Regions from separate parts of the Mus musculus genome. Here region 2 is linked to region 1. Evidence: chromatin contacts called from public HiChIP or PLAC-seq data. All regions are on one chromosome and are shown on one strand. The core of a region is the stretch at or near the end of the contact, and the rest is flanking DNA. Distances in the headings are between cores, read along the strand shown. Region 1 has its middle 15 kb from the start of Gm41294. Region 2 has its middle 18 kb from the start of Gm34316.

Region 1 (2,910 bases), core at 313-2,812:
GAGTCTCAGTCCCAGGATCCACACGGAACCAGTCTCCTGGCTCCAGGGGATCCCTCAGCCTTCGTGGACACCTACAGTAACGTGTACACACACACACACACACACACACTTTGGCATGGGGTGCAGGGAGCAGTGTCATTTTCCTTCCTCTGCCTCACCTGATGGTCTGTCTTTGAAGAGGTGCCTGGTACAGAAGCAAATTACAGAAAACCCTAGAAAAGTAGGGTTCTCAGTCTAGGCTGTCCACTGTAAGGTTTGGGGAGCTTTTAAACGCCCTGCTTGCCATCTTCATTCCCTGGCCCCATATCTGAGTCTCAGCATTTACTCAGTCTAAGCCAGTGGTTCTCCCAACCTTCCTGACACTGTGACTCTTTAATACAGTTCCACTTGTTGTGGTGACCCCAAGTATAATGTTATTTTCCTTTTTATCTCGTAGCTGTAATTTTGCTACTATTATAAATCATAATGTAAAATCTATGTTTTCTGATGGTTCTAGGCAAACCTTGTCCAAAGGGGTCAGGACTCACAGGTTGAGAACCACTGGTCTAAGGTGAGCCCTGCCTTCAGCTTGTTCTAAAACGTCCTGTATGATTCTGATTGTTTCCCTGAGTCCCACTGCTTTCAGACCCCAGTTCTATGAGCCAGCACTTTCCTGTCTTATTTCTAGGCAGGAAGTCACCCCAGAGCTAGCCAGAATCTCCAGAGGCTGTCTTAGATCCGTCTTGGCAGCAGCTACAGCCTGTGTTGTTTTTCAAAGGTGTTTACTGTCACACTGACAACTGTCTGCATTGAGGATTGCCTTTATGTGAGGCACCAATATAAGTGAACAATTCTCACAAGCTTGGGAGACCCAACCCCCCCCCCCCCCATGCCCAACAAACTGTGATCCTACAGTAAAATAGCTTAATTGAAGCAATTTTCTTGCTTTGGAAATGAAATACTCAACTTGTGTTCAGAGAGGACACATAGAAACAGGGAAATCTCCACCATTATCAGGATTATACAGAGTCTGGTAGTATATAACACATAGCTCCATTTTTATGCCAGAACAACAAATATGCCAAGGGCAGTAAACCTGAACCAACATTACAAATGTATCCAGTGAGCCCTTCACTAAGAACCAGGTACCTGTTCCTAAAGTTTCATTGGGATATTCTCTTTATTGAGTTGCATTTATTTATTTACGTGTGTGTGTGTGTGTGTGTGTGTGTGTGTGTGTGTGTGTGTGTGTAGGTCAAAGGACAACCTTTGGGACTGAACTCAGGTGCCCAGACCTGGCAGCGATCTCCTTTAGCAGCTGAATCACCTTGATAGCCTTCATGTGTTTTCTCAATTTGACAACCTGGATGGGTGCATGTATTATCATCCTCATTTTACTGCCAAGTGAATCAAATCACTAAGATATTTGCTAGCTGAAAAATGACAGCTAGACAATCCTATATTCCCCTTTGTTATTTAAAACAGACTTATTTCATGGTTTTTGGTTACATGTATGTGTCGGTGTGTAGGTGTGTGAATGTGAATGCAGGTGCCTGAGGAGATCGGAGGAGCTGGAGTTCCAGGAAGCCGTGAGCTGTCTGATGTGGTTGCTGAGAGTTGTGTGGTGTTGTTGTGAAGAGTCACCGTGTCCGGGCTTACAGTTTCAGAGGTTTAGTACACTATCATCATGGCGGGAAGTGTGGCAGCATGCAGGCAGACATGCAGCTGGAGAAGGAGCTGAGAGTTCTACATCTCGATCCTTGGACAGCAGAAGGAGACTGTGTACCACACTGGACCTAGCCTGAACACATATAAGACCCCAAAGCCCGCCCCCACAGTGACACACTTCCTCCAACAAGGCCACACCTCCTAATAGTGCCACTCCCTATGAACCAAGAATTCAAACAGGAGACTATGGAGGCCATTCCTATTCAAATCACCACCGAGGTTTTGTTTTGATGCACAGAGACAGCCAGTGGGGGTAGAACAATCATAATGATGCGAAACTAAATATTCTGAGGCTTAAAAGCTGTGGGGTAGAGATAGAGGTCACACACCCAGATTCCTTCAGTAGTGGGACTAGCAATCTAAAGAGAGGAGAGTGTGGGGACCGACAATGGGGCGTGGCAACAGCCCAGAGCTTTGCAAAGCTGCAGCAGAACACTATACAGGCTAGTTACAGAGCAGGTTGAAGTGGTCCTGTGAGCTGCTTATCTGCTTGATGGAAAGTGAATGAGGCAGCCGGCTGGGGGCAGACAGAGAACCTTTTGAAAGACACTGACAAGCCAGAAAGGAGAGGGCAGGGGAAGCTGAGGAACAAAACCAAACAGCTCCTAAGGTGAATCCTGCCGCTGAAATCCCGAGGTAACCTGGGGTTCCTGATGACATCGAGTCAGGAGGCTCTTCCTGCTGCGTGCTGAATTTGCTGGATTCCAGAAGGACCCGTGGAGCCTAGAGCCCCGTTTCAATCCGTGTTTATGGCTCCTTCCCTAATATTAGATGTAACTTGAGCTGTCCCTCAGAACCAAAAAAGCCTCAGGAAAACACTCTTAGAAGCGCAGACGTGGTAGTACACCCCTTCAGAATTACTATGCCCCTATTTATAGTTTTGATTTTCCCCTTTGTGCTAGGCTATCGACTGTCACTTTTGACTGCTATGGTATGCTGGTTTCTGCTGTCCACTCTTTGTAAAAGCTGCCCAGGGTCTTGGACACTAAGTCTGGAAGTTGATGGGAGCTCGATTTTTTTCGTTTTGTTTTGTTGTTTTTAAGTAAAGGTAAATAGGTAAAGTGGGAAGGCTGAATTTCCAGAGCATGTAAATTATCTCAATGCAGTTGTTATAAAAGTTAAATGAATGATAACAGATGTCTAGTGTCACGTGACAGTTAGCCTATAATATTTTGAAAATTCAGTCTGACAGCTCAGCCTCTA
Region 2 (2,700 bases), core at 184-2,683, 170 kb after region 1:
CTTTGAGACAGGGTCTCTCTATATAGTCCTGGCTATCCTGGAACTCACTGTGTAGACGAGGCTGGCCCTGTCTCTGACTCCTAAGTGCTGGGATCAAAGGCGTGTGCCACCACACCTGGTGTTGTTTAATCCACCTTTAATCTTCCCGATGTCCATTAGCTGTGGGTTCCTGGTATCAGACTGTGGTGTCCTGGCATCCACGGTGAGTGCCATCTCACCAGCCCATGTGCTATAATGCTTTAAACACACATAAAGATACTGTAAATAGAAACAAATGTAAATTTGCTGAAATGTTTTATACCTGGAGGGGACCTGTGGCATAATGTATGTGCGGAGGGCGAACACTGCCTATTGCTCCTGTCTTGTCACCTCAGAGTCTCAGCACGTAGATTGGGTTAGCCTTGACTGTGTGAGTCTCTTGTCTCAGAGTCTGCGTGCTAGGTCTACAGGCAGGTGCGTCACTACACTGGGATGCTTCTGAACAGCATTTACTTATTTACCTATTTGTTTACTCATTAATTATTTATGTGAAACTCACTTTGTAGCTGAGGCTGGCCTCTAACTTAAGAGATATGCCACCACTGCTAAACACCATCAACTAAGTCACTGCATGACCTCCAGGGCTTAGATGTTTGCCTGGTTCCTGTAATCACTGATCTCCTAAATTAAATCAAGTTTGCAGCCTGCAGTGAACCTGCAGAGACAGTGCTCTGACAAGAACGACAGTGCAGTGGAAGGTGTTGCCTGTGATTGACACGGGCCATCTGCTGAGTACCCGACACATCACATCTTGGGATGCTCTCTGAGAAGGTGGCATGGATGTGCTTTTGAGGAGTGGAAATATTGCTGAGAGAAACTGTTTATTGACGGGATGTTAGGTTTGCAGTGACTCTCCTGTGGACAAATGAATGGGAGCCGCTAGACTCCTGCATCTGTGGCTTCTTTTGCTATCAGCTTGACATAATGTTGTGAAGACTATCAACGTAGACCACAACAGCAAGACAGTTTAGTGTATCTGATATGAGAGATCTGTATTTTAAAATACCCAGATGAGCACACACACAGAGGTCGAGATCGGTAGACAAGAGGACAGTGCAGGTGCTGAGAGCAGTGGAGGAATCAGATTTCTTTGTTCCTGCTGTTTTCCTTTGGTGGGATCAGTGGCTCAGGCCCTCCCTGTACCCCACACCCACCCTGTGCAGGATTTCTGAACTTCCATGATTATGGCAACGTTGTTAATGCCCGTGTGTCCAGCTTCACTCCAGTGACTCACGGAATTCGAGGACAATGGACATGATTTCCATGGTTTACAATGCTACTTCCTTACTCGCTAACTCAAGTCCTTCGTTAGGAAGCAGACACTTCCACACTGGCAAGGATGCCTGGAGCCCACAGCTGCACTCTGAACAGGAGGCGAATGCAAAGTGTCAGCATGGCGGGCCCCGGGGAGTCAGAAAAAAGACCTTCTATTCTTGCTGACTCATACTAAAAGGGATTCCTGTCTTCCACCCTGTGATGACAGAAAATGACATGAAGAGAATTATGCTCATAGCAGAAACGAACAGCACAAAGTCCGTGAAGACCCACAGCTCAGCTGCAGCCTATCCTCCCCCACCCCACACGAGAGAGGAACTCTACACTCACTCACAATTTCCAGAGGATGTGGGGTGAAAGCAGGACTCCTGCTAGGGACCCACACTCTAGTCCTCAAGCTTGTTCGGCAAATATTTTACCGCCGTGCCATCTCCCCAGCATTTGATTGGCCAGTGTTGGATTCCCCCAAACAGCTCTGCTACTGTTCCAGCTGAGCTCGGGATGAGTGTGGTCAGGAGGAATCCAGACTGCAGTTCTTGACTTCAAAGGATGTGGCCAACTCACCAGGCCAGCGGCCATCCCTGTGCCTTGGGCAACAGAGGAAGGCAGTCCTAGTTAGCATTCTACCGCTGTGATAAACACCAGGACCAAAGACAACCTGGGTAGGGACGGTTTACTTCTAGCAGGTTACAATCCATAAATGAGGGAAGCTGAGGCAGGAGCTAGGACGGAGGCCACGGAGGACGCCTCTTAACTAGAGCACTCTGATTTGCGCCCCGCCAGCTTTCTTATTCAGCAATGTCCGCTGCTTACGGTTCATAAGATGCTCCACTGGGGCTGGGCTCCGGATCAGTTCACTGACATGACAGCTTACGACCATCTGTTCTCTGGTACCAGGGAACCCAGTGTGCTCTCCGGGCCTTCACAGGCACCAGGCACACAGATGGTATACTGACACACATGTGCAAAACAGCTATACACATAAAATGTTTTCAATGTAAAATGGAGTTAGGGTTAGCCTCCCACAGTAGCAGAATCTGTTTTCTTAACACAGGATTGTCCAGCACACTAGGACCCACACGGGGGTTGTACAAGCCTGTAACATGCACTTTGGGACACAGCACAACTATGACCCTTGCCCACTAAAGGCCACCCATCCACATCTATGGTCCAGATCCCATAGGTTCTAATTCTCCCATGGCACCAATGCTGAATTCATGCAGACAGGCTGCTGGTGAGAACTTGGTGCTCTGGGAAGCTTCTATGGGGGTGTCACACAGAAAGAAGTCATAGGAAAGACAGCTTCTTCTGCATGTTATACATGGATGAAACCTGAAAATTCCACCCATGCCTCAGAACAAGCCTGAGGATTCAGTAACCAGAGGG

Evidence for each region. HiChIP or PLAC-seq counts read pairs in DNA pulled down with a chosen protein or histone mark.
Region 2: an H3K4me3 HiChIP or PLAC-seq map of the SCID.adh cell line shows a contact between it and region 1, with 12 read pairs. The contact joins two enhancer-like sites. A contact is called at or near these places in 3 of 39 promoter capture datasets (the C10 cell line, cranial neural crest and liver), 1 of 15 datasets of contacts at CTCF or cohesin (the NIH/3T3 cell line), 7 of 484 Hi-C or Micro-C datasets (CD4 T cells, bone marrow-derived macrophages, cerebral cortex and 4 more) and 8 of 115 datasets of contacts at active chromatin or transcription factors (the SCID.adh cell line, T-cell acute lymphoblastic leukemia, cardiomyocytes and 5 more).

What each region holds. Positions count from the first base shown.
Region 1 is chr15:36,302,114-36,305,023 of GRCm38.p6, forward strand. No RefSeq gene overlaps it. Among named protein-coding and RNA genes, the nearest start is that of Gm41294, 15 kb to the right of the region's middle. Within about 2 kb of position 1,563, at least 61 of the 459 cell types and tissues checked have an H3K27ac peak or open chromatin away from gene starts, as enhancers often do. A contact at or near this core is called in the SCID.adh cell line, where this site is marked.
Region 2 is chr15:36,473,203-36,475,902 of GRCm38.p6, forward strand. No RefSeq gene overlaps it. Among named protein-coding and RNA genes, the nearest start is that of Gm34316, 18 kb to the left of the region's middle. Within about 2 kb of position 1,434, at least 17 of the 459 cell types and tissues checked have an H3K27ac peak or open chromatin away from gene starts, as enhancers often do. A contact at or near this core is called in the SCID.adh cell line, where this site is marked.